Regions from separate parts of the Mus musculus genome. Here regions 1, 3, 4 and 5 are each linked to region 2. The links are chromatin contacts, called in public Hi-C and HiChIP or PLAC-seq maps. All regions are on one chromosome and are shown on one strand. The core of a region is the stretch at or near the end of the contact, and the rest is flanking DNA. Distances in the headings are between cores, read along the strand shown. Region 1 holds the start of Npw (neuropeptide W). Region 2 holds the start of Wdr90 (WD repeat domain 90). Region 3 holds the start of Itpr3 (inositol 1,4,5-triphosphate receptor 3). Region 4 holds the start of Meiob (meiosis specific with OB domains). Region 5 holds the start of Rnps1 (RNA binding protein with serine rich domain 1).

Region 1 (2,700 bases), core at 49-2,548, 1.2 Mb after region 2:
GGAACAGGCGGTTCCTTTGGTTTGAAGATCAAAATAAGGTGTTTCAAATTGGAAATGGTGGCCTGTATCTATAAACCTAGCCCTGGAGGTAGAAACAGGAGGGTCAGAAGTTCAAAGTTATTCTTAGCTGCATAGCATGCTCAAGGCCAGTCCGGGCTGTATGAGAACTTCTCAACTAGAGGCTTGAGGGATGTCTTAGTGGGTAAGTGCTAGAGGAGTGAGGTGACTAAAGCCATTTTAGTGGAGTCTTGAAGTTTATAGAAATTTGCTAGGAAAAGAGATAAGGGAGGAATATTCTTTTTTTGTTTGTTTGTTTGGTTGGTTTTTCGAGACAGGGTTTCTCTGTATAGCCCTGGCTGTCCTGGAACTCACTTTTTAGACCAGGCTGGCCTCGAACTCAGAAATCCACCTGCCTCTGCCTCCCAAGTGCTGGGATTAAAGTGCGCCACCATGCCCAACTGGAATATTCTTATATACAGGTGAACAAGTCACCTGCTGTGGGGCTAAGCCCTTCCCCTGATTGACTTTGGCTGGGGAGGAGGTCTTGTGCCAAGATATTGTTACAGAGGAGGCTCTGGAGTTTGGTAGGGCCCAGTCAAGCCTCCTGGGGCTGAGGGTTCCAGGAGGAACCTCTTAACATTCTAGCTCTCCAGAAACCACAGGGATGGCTTCATGTGGCCAAACTGTCCTGCCTGCTTGCTTTCCTGCCTTCCTAGCTCCCCGCACCCCCATCTCTTTGATTTCCTTCTTCTTCCTAGAGCTAGGGTCACATAATCAGGCTGTTTTGAACTCAAGATCCATGCTGGGATGATAGGAACGTGTTCCCATGCCTCAGCCCCAAGCTCAAGGTCTCCAAGTATTAAGCTACCTGTAGTGCAGACTGGGTTTGGGTGGGATCTCAGGAGCTGTACTAGGTAAGAAGAGGTACAGCCCTCAGGGAAGAGTGGCCCCACGCGCAAAACTGCCCTATGCTAGCCCACCAGAACTCTGCTGTCTCCTCTCCTTAAGTGCTCCAGTTGAAGCAACTCCTACCAAGGGGGCATCCTTTTGCCCCTGGCAGCCCATTCTTGTATTCTGAGACCGTGGTACCGGAACTCCCTCCTTGACAGTTCCCTTTCTGGGGGCGAGGAAAGAGTAAGCAAGGAGATCCCCCACTAGAGCTTCAAACACAGTCCAGCTTGCGAACTACTCATTGAGAGGCTTCTAGCTGCCTGGGTTCCCTCTTCACCTCCCTCTCCATCCTCCTCTCCCTTGGGTGAGTGCGACATGTGCGGCGGGGGCGATCCGGGGCGGGGCCACTGAAAGGCTGTAGTCGCACCAACTGACTGGTCTTCTCCATCCTCTGGAGCTCCGACGTTCTCGTTCTCGGAGACATAAACCCAGTTCTTGTCCTAACCCTCCAAGGGGCAATTGACGTGAGCGCGCTGGCGTCTAACAGAGAAGTGCGGGGCCCTGGGCCCGGGACTCCCAGGAACCGGCCCCTGCTGCCCCTGCTGCTGCTTCTGCTCTTGCTACCGCTGCCCGCCAGCGCCTGGTATAAGCACGTGGCGAGTCCCCGCTATCACACAGTGGGTCGTGCCTCCGGGCTGCTCATGGGGCTGCGCCGCTCGCCCTACCAGTGGCGCCGTGCCCTGGGCGGGGCTGCTGGACCCCTCTCCCGGCTCCCAGGACCGGTCGCCCGCGGCGCTCTCCTGCTTCCTTCCTCAGGGCAGGAGCTGTGGGAGGTACGAAGCAGGAGCTCACCTGCAGGGCTTCCCGTCCATGCACCCTGGAGTCCGCGGGACCTGGAGGGAGTCCGCCAACCGGAGCAGTCGCTAAGCCTTCACTCCTGGATCTCAGAGGAGCCCGCTGCTAGGTAAGTAGGAAAGAGAGGAGGTGGGCGTGGCATCTGGCAAGGGAATTTCCAGGGGTCTTAGACCACACAAGACCGCGAGCCTATGGGTACTGGTGGGTTTTTGTTGTTGTTGTTTTTGTTTTTTCCCTTTTTCTTGTAGCTCAGGCTGAACTCCTCCTGATCCTTCTCCCACATACCAAGTGATAGGATTACAAGTGTGCACCACCACACTCGGTTTACGTGGTACTAGAAATGGAACCCAGGACGTCACATATGCTAAGCAAGCACTCTGCCTACTGAGTTATACCCTGTTTTCCAGCCCCCCCCTTTTGATATTATGCTTCCCTATCTTCCTGGTTGCTGATTTTACATGTGTGGGCCACTACGCCCCCCCTACCCATTCTGTTTCCCATCACGTTAGGAGAATTTCCCAGAGTTCCTTCCATATCAACCTGAGGACAGAATGGAGAGCCTTGCCCCTGTCTCTAGAGTCCTGCTTTGTTCTTTCTAGAGCCTTCGGAGAGACGCTTCGTGCCCAGCCATGGTTCCTGCAGCAAGTCATCTTTGCCGATCCTGTCAGGCCCAAGAACCGATGGCGCCCCCATGCTTGACCTAGGCAGGAGCACAGCTTGAAGCTCCAGTCAGGCCTCGTGGTCTGGTCAATAAAACCAACCTGATTCCTGCGCCCCCGCGTGTGACCCTTTTTCTCATTGTGTACTTAGCATCTAGCTTCAGAGCGCACATAGCTGCGCGCCTACGCCCTGGCAAATGTCAGGAAGCCCTCCCTGACCAGACCAGCTCATCCGTTTGTCCTTAGGGACAGACACAGTGCGGAGAGCAAAGCTGAGATGCTTCCGGGGCCTTGG
Region 2 (2,700 bases), core at 17-2,516:
AGGTGATACTGGAGTGAGATATAGGAAAGAGTTTGTTTTCTCTGCCGATTAAAGAATTAAAAGGAAGAAATCTTGGTGATACTGGAGAAATCAAGGTCCCCTCTTGGGGTTCTTAAGTTTCATTAATATATGGATTTTAAACGGCCAGGCAGGAGGATCTCTGAGTTCAAGGCCAGCCTGCTCCCACATAGTGAGTTCTGGGACAGCCAGGACTACACAGAGATATTCTGTCTCAAAAAGACAGACAGAAAGAGACAAGAAAGAGAATGGCCACAAACAAGCTCAAGGACAAAACCAGACTGAAATAGAAGTTTGGGAATTTATTAGCCTTTAAAGGGAAAACCCCAAGGCAGGCAGCTATAAATGTTCTAAACTGCTGTGGGGGAAGGAAGAAGAAAAGCTTTGCTCTTAGAGATAAGGTCAGCTACCTTGCAGAAGGGCCTCTGAAGGGAATGGCTGGCCCAGGCCTTTAATCCCTGAACTACAGAGGCTGGAGCTGTGAGTTCAAAGTTATCCTGATCTACATAGCAAGTTCTAGGACAGCCAGGATTACATAGATTCCGTCTAAAAGGGAAAAAAAAAAGTTGAGCAAGGAACCCAGTGCATTAGTTAACAGGATTAATCCTTAGGAGAAGACAGAGCATGTCTGGGAGGCAAAGTCCATTCTCCACCAGGACTTAGCTGGAATAGAATCCTAGCCCTCGACTGCAGGACCTTCTCTCTCAAGCTGGAGGTCTGCTGTAGTATACTGGGAAAATGCCTCAAGGGTCTTTGGGTATATGTTGAACCTGTGGTGATGTGGTTATCTGAAAGCTGCACCCCAGTGGGCACAGGGACCTTACTCTCCTGAAGCAGGGAGACCCAGAGTACCCTGGATGCTGATCAGATACCTCCACACAGTTAGAAAGCAGAGATGAGGCCCAGCCTGGGTGGACCGTGGATGTGGACAGGTCTCAGCATGACCTTTCTGGCTCACATACAGAAAAAAAGGTTCAGCTCTCAAAACAAAACCGGAGGCCTCTGAGAGAGTCAGCGACCACGGCTACTTAGCACAGTTCCCTGCACAGTGCTGAGGCCCCGGCTGGGCGAGGCCGCAAAGCCCCAAGCAGGAGGCAACAGCGGTGGAAGTGGGCAGGGCGAGCCCACGCAAGACCTAGGGGCCTGCTAGGTGCCCAGGACCACGCAGCAGCGGGATATTTGTGCGTTGCTGCAGCGGCGACGGAAGTGACGCGCGTTGCCAGGAGGCTGTTGCTAGGCGCCGTGCTATGTGTTTTGCGTAAGACAGCGTCAGCTGAGGCGGGAAGCGCGAGCTGTAGCGCCATGGCCGGAGGTAGCGGCGCGCGCGAGACGCGCTGTCGTCAGGGCTCGCGTCCCGGGAGTCCCGGGTCCGAGGTCCCCGCCGCGTCAGTGACTGGACCTCGTGCAGAAGCCCGTCCCGCGGGCGGAGGTGGAGGGTCGCGGCGCGCTGCCCCAGATCGGTGCTCAGGCGGCGTCCCTTCTGCAGCCTGGCAGCACCCTTTCCTCAATGTATTCAGACATTTCAGGGTGGATGAGTGGAAACGGTCCAGCAAAGAGGGAGATGTGGCTGTGGTGACGGTACTGGCCGCGGGGTCCTTCCTGCTCCTGAGAAATCTCCCAGTGGGCACTGTGACTGTCCTCCAGTTTTGCGCCTGTTTGCAGCACCTCTCTCTTTCTAGGACAAGGTCCTGAAGAGCGCTGTGTATCGCATCCGTGGGTCTGTATCTGCCAGCAACTACATCCAGCTCCCCAGAACTAGCACCCAGTCTCTGGGGCTGACTGGGCGGTACCTGTATGTGCTTTTCCGGCCTGTGCCTACCAAGCACTTTGTCATCCACCTGGACGTGTCCACCGAGGTGCCCAGCTTGGAAGGAGGGCTGGGTGTCTATTGCTGCTTTCCCACCGTGCCATAATCTCCTTCTAATGGCCTCGCTCTGCCTCATAGGACGGCCAGGTCATCCGTGTGTCTTTCTCCAACCTCTTTAAGGAGTTCAAGTCCTCCACAACGTGGCTTCAGTTCCCCTTTGTCTTCGAGACTAAGACACCCAGGAGAGGTGGTGACATTTGGTCCAAGAGGGACGGCTTGAATGAAGGCCTAAAACGGGATGGTACAGGCCCAACTGGGCATGTGCTTCTGTGTGGCCCTGAGGATAGCTAGGGGATGGGGCTGAGAGGGGTTGCAACAAAATGGTAGGTGCTGACCTCGCACGTGTCCTGCAGACCTGGCAGGTGTAGCTCTTCCTCGTGCCCGCTGGACCTGCCTACAGCTGGACCTGCGTGACATCCTGATGTTCTACCTGGGCAGGCACTATAGTCATCTCAAGAGCATCAGGCTGTGTGCCAGCCTGCTAGTCAGAAACCTCTACACCAGTGATCTGTGCTTTGACCCTGGTGAGGCCCACACTTCATGCCCCATCCCAGTCAGAAGGCTAGAACCCTCCCGCTAGCTGGCAGATAAGAACCACTTACCAATTTCAGAGGAGAGCCATGCACCAGGGCTCCCAGCTCCAGGAAGAGCATTGGGGTGGGTTGGTTGGTGGAGTGGCAGATACTTGGTAATGCATGTTGCCTGGGGTGGGAAGGGATAGGACAAATGTCCCTTGATCTAGAACAGTCCTGCTCATTGTAGCTGTCACTGTCACTGAGGCCCGGCGTGCAAAGTTGTCTGTTAACCCTATGCCT
Region 3 (2,700 bases), core at 11-2,510, 1.2 Mb before region 2:
ATTAGCCACTACCACCCCACCTGCCCGAAAATGGGACAGAAAGACCAGATCCGGGCTTGTGCGCTTCCTCCATCCCTGCAGCAACGAGGTGCTCAGGGTCTATCCAAAAAGATACTGGGATTCTAACCTCTCCCAGCTACCGGCCTGGCACCAGCATGGGATGGAATCAATTCCCTGCTTATCCAGCCCAGACCCCGGGGGGTGACAGCCAGAATTAATTAATGTTTGTAAAGTGCTCTAGAGAACCTGGGACCAGGGACCCAGGGGCGCCAGAGTAGCTACACAGGAAATTGACAAGGAGGGGGTGGCGGTGAGAGGGGGGCCAGCTGGCCAAGACCTGGACTGCCTGGACAGGGAGGGTAAAGAAAACACTCTGAAGAGGAGATGGGGCACAAGGAGAGTGAAAAGATGCTACCTCTCCAAATAAATAAATTAAATGATTAATTAAATAATTAAATAAACCGATTCAAGATGGGGCTATAGAGGTGAGTGCCAGGCTTCAGGCTGAGCCAACCCTAGCACCCCACCCCGAATCCCAAACAAGAACACCCAGGCCCTCTCCAACTCAGGCCCCAGCCACCTGCATAACCCGAGGACCACTTGCAGAGGAAGTCCGAACCCCTCAGCCATGAGTTAAGAAAAAGAGTGTGCCAGAAGTGGCGGGCTTCGTGGGCGCTGACGCCTTCTAGAACTCCCCAGGGCACCCGACTACTACCTGAGCAAACAACGCACTTCCTTTCTCTAAGAGAGGGGTGCCAGCGTCCCTTCGCTTCTGGAGACTGGGCTGTCCAAGCAAGCCTCTATCAAGGGCTCAGGGGACTGAACATTGGCAAACAAGCAGCTGGTACCGTGGTCCCGATGCCCCTCTCTTTGCCCTAGGCTCACTCACCCCAAAGTGCTGATGAAGCCATTGACAGAGCCCTCGGCGTACAGGGACACAATGTCCCCGATGTGAAGAAAGCTGGACATTTCATTCATGGCTTCGGCCCTCCGGGGCTCGAGGCGACGAGGTCGCCCTGAAGCGAGCTGCCAGGCTCGGTGCAGAGGACTGAGGCGCGCTGGGCGGAGAGGGGCGCAGTGCCACCTCGCAGCCCGGCGACCCGGACGATCGGGACGGCAGGAGTAGGCTGACTGCCACCAGAGAGCGAGGAGGCGCGGCGCGACCCGGGTCCGGGTGAGGAGGTGCCTGCGTCTCTGCGCGCTCGCAGCCCTCCAGCCCGGCCGGGCCCGCGCGTACCTGCAGCCTGGAAGGAGCAGGAAGTCTGGGGCCGCCACACACATGCAAATCCCGCCTGGGAGGCGGGGAGGCCACACCCCACCCCGCCCCCGCCGCGGCTCCCACGTGCACCCGCGCCCCAGGCTCGGCCTCTTCTACACCGCGCGCGTGCACGCCTGCACCCCCTAAAGCGCCCAGCTTGCCACCGGACGACCCCCAGGCTCTAGGGCGTTCTCTAGACGGCTTGTCCACCAGCACCGCGCTGCACTTCGGGGCTCTCCACCCTCGGAGATCCCCAGCTCGCCTAGCCTGCGGCCCACGCGTGGCTGAGCACACCGGGAACTTGGCCACGGTCACCCTGCGGCAACCGCGCCCAGCTGAGAACCGTCTTGCGCCTGGATGCGCGCTCAAGCCCTTAGCGTTGCAAATCAGGATTCATTTCTCTCAACATGAAAAGTCTTTTCATTGCACAATAGAAAGTGCTTTGACTTGGAGGGGAAATGAAGCAATGGGGTGGGTTTGGGTTTTTTTTTGTTTTTTGTTTTTTAATTGTCCTTGTTGGGGTTTCTCTCTCTCACTCTCTTTCTCCCCACATTCCTGTGTACAAAGAGATCCAACTTCCGAATCAGTTCAGCCGCTCCCTCTCCAGGAGGAATTGGCTCCAGTTTCTCTTGGCTCCTTCTGTCTTTGCTTTAAAATAAATAAATAATACTGGGAGGGGGAGAGCATTACCTCCTCTAGTTAATAGTGCACCCCAGCGCCCACTGAAACAAGTTCTCGTAGCGGGCCCTTGCTCACAAAGTTCAGCCCTCAAACTCATCGCCAAGTTGACTACTTTCTGTTCTGCGCCACGGAGGCTGGGCGTTTGCTTCCTCCTAGAGCTTTGGTTTGAACTCCTGAGATAAGAATGCGCCACCACCACCCCCTTTGGTCACGTTTGCTCCCTCCCACCCAGCCCCCCTTATTTCCTGAGGGGCGGGGATGGGGGCGTTTGTCCCTGGGAGAAAAGGAGGAGGGGACTGGAGACAGAAGCAGGAAGAGACCCAGGAGGGGTGGAGACAGCCGCCAGCCGTGAGACAGCTGCTGACCTGCACCGAGAGTTCTTGAGTGCAGGGGATTTTTACCAAGACCCTTAGAACTGGTGGTAGTGGTTAGCCAAGCCTTTAATGGGGAAGTAGAGGCAGGAGGACTGGGAGTTAAAGGTCGCATAGTAAGTTCGAGGTTTACCTAGGGCACGTGAGAGTCTGCCTCAAATAAATGTAAGAATGGGCTGGAGAGATGGCTGAGTGGTTAAGAGCATTGCCTACACTTCCAGAGGATCCAAGTTCAATTCCCACCACCCACATGGCAACTCACAACTGTCTGTAACTCCAGTTCCAGGAGGTCTGATGGTCTCACACAGATATACATGCAGGTAAAACATCAATGCACATAAAATAAAAATTAATTAATTAATTTAAAAAATCAAAACAGGGGCTGGTGAG
Region 4 (2,700 bases), core at 92-2,591, 1.1 Mb after region 2:
AGAACAGTGGTAACCAGGGGGTGTTATAGGTAGAAGTAAGGGGAAACAAGTGGGACATGAGGTCAGGGAAAGTAATCTGTAGGAATATATGTATTATATATGTTTTACTCATTTTATATAGATGTTTTAACATATATATAACATATTATATATGTATATATATTTTACATACTCTATCCTCCTGGATCCTATATGATATACATACATACTGCATGTAGGCTTCTGATATATCCTGTCCCTATCCTTGAGAACTGACAGGCTCCCTTCCTCCTTAAAACCTCTCTTCCAGCTAGATATGGTGACATATACCTGCAATCTCAGCATTTGGAAAGTGAAGGTAGGAGAATCAAGAGTTCAAGGCTAACCTCAGCTACATAGTGAATTTTTGAAGCCACCCTGGGCTACCTGAGACCCTGTCTCGAGAAGGGAGGGATGGAGGAAGGATTTGAAAGGAAAGAAAGAACCAGACAATTCCGGGAAGATGAAAAGGAAGGAGGAAAGGAGAAAGAAAGGAAGAGAAAGGTAAGCAGGGAGAGGAGAAAGAGAACATTTTTCTCCATTTCCTCTGATGCTTGGAGTGGTGCTGGCTTGTAATCCAAACACAGGAGGCAGAGGCAGGTGAATCACAAGTTCAAGGTTAACCTGAGCTACGTAGGGAGAGCCTGTTTCAACAAACAAACAAACAACTAAAAAGGCCTGTCTCTGGAATTTTGTTTGTTTTGTTTTTCGAAACAAGGATTCTCTGTGTTGCTCTGGCGGCCCTGGAACTCGCTGATTTGGAACTCCACGATCTGCCTGCCTTTGCCTCCCCTCTTGCATGCCTGGGGTTAAAGGAGTGCACCAACCACCCCTGCCTGCCTACGGGATTCATTCTTGTCCTGGGGAGCCTGACAGGGTGAGGATGTGGAGGGTAAGCAACTCCATGGGAGCCATCTGCCGGAATGGAACCTGACAGTACGGCTCTGACCTCGAGAGACACGCTGACCTGGGACACTAACAACCTGGGACCGTGACAGCGAGAAACCTGACAGGAAATGGACGGGCTGGGAGGGAGCTGACAGGAGTGGACAGGCAGGGTAGAACCTGACAAGAAGCAACCGGGCAGGGCAGAAGAGACACGAATGAGTGAGTCTTGACTGGAAGGGACCTGACAGACCGAGGGCCGCGCGCACCGCGGAGAACCTTGGGGACGTCGGCGCGTGCGACCCCGCGCGAGTTTCCCCTCAGCTCAGGCACCAGCTCTCAGAACCGGAGCGCGGTCCCGCGCCGCCGGCCGGATGCCGAAACAGGCAGTCTGGGTCGCGGCTCACCGGATACTTCCGGGCCCGCTAGGTGACCCACGGGGTTCCACCTGACGCCGGTCACGCTCTAGGCCTTCCCACAGCCCGGTGGGCGAACCGCCTGGAGTCCCCGACCGTTAGCTCGAGCCCCGCCCCCTCCGCCCCCTACTGACCGCGCCCCCACTGACTCCGCCCCCAGCGCTTGTGGACTCCGCCCCTATGGCCGCGGGTCTCACGCACGTGTTCACGGTTAGGGGAGAGGCACTACCCATTCCTTGGACTGGAGAACTTTGTTAAGGACTCAGGTGGTGGAGGCCAAGTCGGCCGTAGGTACTGACCCAGAAAAGCCAATTTCGGGGTCACTCGAAGACAGGAGCGGCGACCACGCACCGCACAGGAGCTAGTGAAAGGGGGAAGTCGCTAAGGAAGCAGGCTAGGCATTTGCCGCAGTTCTCTGGTTGGGATCCTGACTAGGGTCTCAGGCTGTCCCCACTGAGCAACCCTCATAAATGTCTTATAATTGCACACGTCTCCGAGAAAGCACAAAGTTACCTTAAGTGAAATATTCTTAATTTAGAGCAGAAAGTGAACTGAAGGAAGACACGGATATAAAAACCGATAGGGTTGTGGAAGAGGAAATGGCCAGATGCTCTTATTAAAGGAGTTTCCCTGGTTTTACCACATACCATATATATCAGGAGGTACACATATAATATTATGTAAAATAATACTATTTGAAAATACCACAGTATTATATAAAATAGATAATACTATTTGGGGGCAGGGACGTTAAGACGGGGTCTTATGATGTCGTTCTGGCCGTCCTGGAACTCACTATGTAGACCAGGCTGACCTTGAACTCTCAGAGGCCTCTGCCTTGGAAGTTCTGTGATTAAAGACATGAGCCATTATGCTGAGCTTAAAATAGATAATACTAATTTTTTTGTTGCTTTTGTTTTTTTAAGACAGGGTTTTCAGGAGGAGGTGGTGGTACATGCCTTTGATCTCAGCACTTGGGAGGCAGAAGCCGGTGGATCTCTGAGTTCAAGGCTAGCCTGGTCTACAGAGTGAGTTCCAGGACAGCCAGGGCTACACAGAGAAACCCTGACTCAAAACAACAAAAAAGACAGGGTTTCTCTGTGTAACAGCCCTTGTTGTCCTAGAACTTACTTTGTAAACCAGGCTGGTCTAGAACTTCAGAGATTGAAGTAGGAGAATCATGTGTTTCAGGATCATGAGTAGCTCAGCTCATGAAGACCTAAAAAAAAAGAAAAAAGGCCAAGTTGGACTATCTAGAACCTGTCTCAAACAAACAAAATTACTACCATATAAAAATCTTACTCTGACTTTCATTAATGAAGTACTTATTGAAATAAGTAAGTTAAGGTCCTATCACTAAATCTATTAAATTTGTCAACAT
Region 5 (2,770 bases), core at 64-2,563, 1.4 Mb after region 2:
AAATTAAAGGCTTTTTCCCCCCTATTGAAACATGGTCTCACTAGGCAGCCCTGGCTAGCCTAGGTTGATCAAGCTAGCCTCAAACTCTGACTTGCCATCTGAGTGCTGGGATTAAAGGCAGTGTGTGGGTCCCAAAACTAGTTTTTAACAAAATGAACATTACCTTTGTAACATATAATCAACATAAAATTACTAAATTTCTTGTGGGTTTTCTATACTAAGTCATTTAAATCTGGTATGTACTTTTGGGGTTTGGGTTACTATTCAAGTGCTTCATACCAGTGACAAAGGGTAGAGATCACCCTTGTGCACCCGCACCCCGACCTGCTGGAATGTACTTTATGAAACAGGCAGAACCCATTGTTAAGCAGTCTACAAATTATGAACTGCGGCGTAAGCGAACTCTTTGCTGGGTGTGGTCGAGTGCTAGAAAGCAAAGGTGAGGGTCTCTGTTCACTCAAGCTCAGGTAACAGCTCAGGACCTTGGTCACCTCTCCCATCCTCCGGAAAGGTGTGCGTCCAACAGTCAGAGAGAGGAGAAAACAAATGGTTAAATCTCGAGCAGAGGGCGTCTTGGCAATCTGAAAGCACTCTCTACATATAAAAGCACATCGGAGACACAGTGCCTACGAAGTAACACAAGGTAGAGAAAGCAAGCCTCCACCACGTCTCTACCATCAACCATAACCTTCCCATATCCTCTCCCGCTGAGCTCCGTAACCGTGCTCGGTCCATCCTAGGACGGATCCTCAATGCCCAGAACTGAGAACTGCACACTGGATTCCGACAGACACTCGTGGAAAGAGATCTTTAAAGGAAACCAACCTTTTAGGCCGGCTCGCAATCTGCACCGTCCGCTCCGGCCACAGACATCGACCTCGCCTCCCACCCTCTTTCTCCACTCACTACTCAGGTCGGGCCCGGTGTGGCGAGCCTAGGTCTCCAGCCTGACAAGAAAACAAGAGAAGCGGCAGGGCTCGCAGCTGCTGGAGTCCTGCAGGCTAAAGCGGGTCGCCGCCGAGCGAACCGTGCGGGATCACCCTTCCGTCGGTGACCGCCTCGACCACTTCCGGGCCGCGGCCTCGACACCTCCCACTCCGCCCGACCTGAACCACACTCTCTCCTCGGGCTCTGTTCCTCGCCGGCGGGCCTCTGCCGCACTGAGGAACGCAACCGGCTCCACGATGCGCCCCGCCAAGCCTGGCAGAAGGTCCCCGGAGGTCGGATGCAGCCGGATTCCTACCCCGACTTACATCTTCCCAAGGCCGCCACCTCCTCCCGCTCTTCTCAGACCAGGACGCCGGCGCAACTTTGTCGTCAGAGGTGAGAAGCGGGAAGGCGCAGCCGTCGTCGCGCGACGATGACGTAAGCACACTCAGCCAATGCAAGTTAGCGGTGGAGGACTAAAGGACAGCAACTGTGTGTGGGCGGAGCGTCGTAGCGCCTACGGTCCCCCCCCCCGCCCCCCCTCCCCGACTGGTCTAAAGTTTCCTGGACTTGTTTTGCTCATTCTGAAGCGCGCGATGATTGGCTGACCGGCACCAGAGGTTTGTGCTCTTTGGCGCCTACCGGATCTGTGTGGATGGAGCTACTCGGGTTGCCTCTGCTGTCATTAGGATCTAAGGCACCCTGCTGAGGCCGCGTTATTGTAGTAAAGGGACAGGCTGGTACGGACGGTGAGTTCCTATGGTCAAGTCTCTGGTAGTTAGTGGTGATTGCATAGATATGGTCTCTGTGCTGGTGGGATACAGCTGACTGGGTGTAGCGGGCGGCCGATGAGGCCAGAAAGGAAAAAAGTTTGAGGAAATGTTGAAGGAGGTTTCTCCCAGGAGACATTTCTGACAAGAATGCGTGGGGCAGAAGGAACAGCAAAGGCGTTCAGGATCGCTGGGAGAAGAAGAGGCACGCTAGTCTATACCGGGGTTACGTCAGTAACTTCTTAGCAAGGACATAGAGGATCTGGTCTCTGCACGAGGCTAAAGAGTAGCACCCGCCGTAGTGCCCCGCCTCCCGACTTTGCCAACACATTCTTTTGTTTGTTTGTTTGTTTGTTTTGTAGCCCTGGCTGTCCTGGAACTCACTCTGTAGACCAGGCTAGGCTGGCCTAGAACTCAGAAATCTGCCTGCCTCTGCCTCCCAACTGCTGGGATTAAAGACGAGCGCCACCGCCCGGTTTGCCTAGCACATTCTTGCTCCGTTATTTGCGGAAGAAAGGGATATGCACACAATCCCCGCGGTTATCTAAGTAGATTTGAGGCAGGAACGAAGAAAGAGGAACAGAGCTAAGGTGAGCTTCAGGAGGAAGGTACAAAGGTGACTTAGATTTGGATTACATATTGCTGTGAAAGATAGGAAAGTGGCCAATGTGCACTTTGGTGATCCCGGAGAGATGGAGAGAAGAGATTATCTCGGTCCAAGGAGCTGGGTGTGTCCTGTGGGACAGTCAGGAAGAGGAGCCTGCTTCTGAAGTCTGCTTTCCTGAGGTATTCATTTTTTGGGGTGGGGTTAGCAGATCTAGACAGTTTGGTCTGGTACCCTTGTTGGATTTAAGATTATTTAATGTATAGGATATTAGGGATAAGCTGATTTTCTTGCATTGCTGTTGTGTCTGCTGTGGTCAGACATGAGTGGTAAGTGGATGCTAGCTGTTCTCTGGTGGAACGGAACAAATAAACGATGACCCTCACTTACATCATCCAGTCTGGGTTATTCACACTAGAAAGGCTGAGAGCCAGTAGCTTTCTAAGAAACTACATGTCCTTGTAGTCTT

What was found. Hi-C and Micro-C count contacts between places; a contact is called where the count stands out from the background. HiChIP or PLAC-seq counts read pairs in DNA pulled down with a chosen protein or histone mark.
Region 1: an HNF4G HiChIP or PLAC-seq map of pancreatic cancer cells shows a contact between it and region 2. The contact joins the promoter of Npw here to the promoter of Wdr90 in region 2. A contact is called at or near these places in 1 of 115 datasets of contacts at active chromatin or transcription factors (pancreatic cancer cells) and 1 of 9 other capture datasets (pancreatic islet).
Region 3: a Hi-C map of B cells shows a contact between it and region 2, with 7 read pairs. The contact joins the promoter of Itpr3 here to the promoter of Wdr90 in region 2. A contact is called at or near these places in 1 of 39 promoter capture datasets (the C10 cell line), 1 of 484 Hi-C or Micro-C datasets (B cells) and 1 of 115 datasets of contacts at active chromatin or transcription factors (pancreatic cancer cells).
Region 4: a FOXA1 HiChIP or PLAC-seq map of pancreatic cancer cells shows a contact between it and region 2. The contact joins the promoter of Meiob here to the promoter of Wdr90 in region 2. A contact is called at or near these places in 2 of 39 promoter capture datasets (liver and stem cell-derived epiblast-like cells) and 2 of 115 datasets of contacts at active chromatin or transcription factors (embryonic stem cells and pancreatic cancer cells).
Region 5: an H3K27ac HiChIP or PLAC-seq map of double positive thymocytes shows a contact between it and region 2, with 3 times the contacts expected there. The contact joins the promoter of Rnps1 here to the promoter of Wdr90 in region 2. A contact is called at or near these places in 2 of 39 promoter capture datasets (liver and pre-B cells) and 1 of 115 datasets of contacts at active chromatin or transcription factors (double positive thymocytes).

Annotation. Positions count from the first base shown.
Region 1 is chr17:24,657,150-24,659,849 of GRCm38.p6, reverse strand. Npw (neuropeptide W) reads left to right here and starts at 1,298. Exons shown (of 2, transcript NM_001099664.2): 1 at 1,298-1,855; 2 at 2,346-2,521. The coding sequence starts at 1,425. The coding sequence ends at 2,445.
Region 2 is chr17:25,860,081-25,862,780 of GRCm38.p6, reverse strand. It overlaps Wdr90 (WD repeat domain 90), which reads left to right and starts at 1,266. Exons shown (of 41, transcript NM_001163766.1): 1 at 1,266-1,596; 2 at 1,698-1,874; 3 at 1,964-2,126; 4 at 2,239-2,409; 5 at 2,648-2,700. The coding sequence starts at 1,321.
Region 3 is chr17:27,055,864-27,058,563 of GRCm38.p6, reverse strand. Itpr3 (inositol 1,4,5-triphosphate receptor 3) reads right to left here and starts at 1,260. Exons shown (of 58, transcript NM_080553.3): 1 at 890-1,260. The coding sequence starts at 978.
Region 4 is chr17:24,803,023-24,805,722 of GRCm38.p6, reverse strand. Meiob (meiosis specific with OB domains) reads right to left here and starts at 1,341. Exons shown (of 14, transcript NM_029197.1): 1 at 1,311-1,341.
Region 5 is chr17:24,413,218-24,415,987 of GRCm38.p6, reverse strand. Rnps1 (RNA binding protein with serine rich domain 1) reads right to left here and starts at 1,313. Exons shown (of 9, transcript NM_009070.2): 1 at 1,254-1,313; 2 at 826-947. It overlaps D330041H03Rik (RIKEN cDNA D330041H03 gene), which reads left to right and starts at 1,475. Exons shown (of 6, transcript NR_033554.1): 1 at 1,475-1,676; 2 at 2,060-2,287.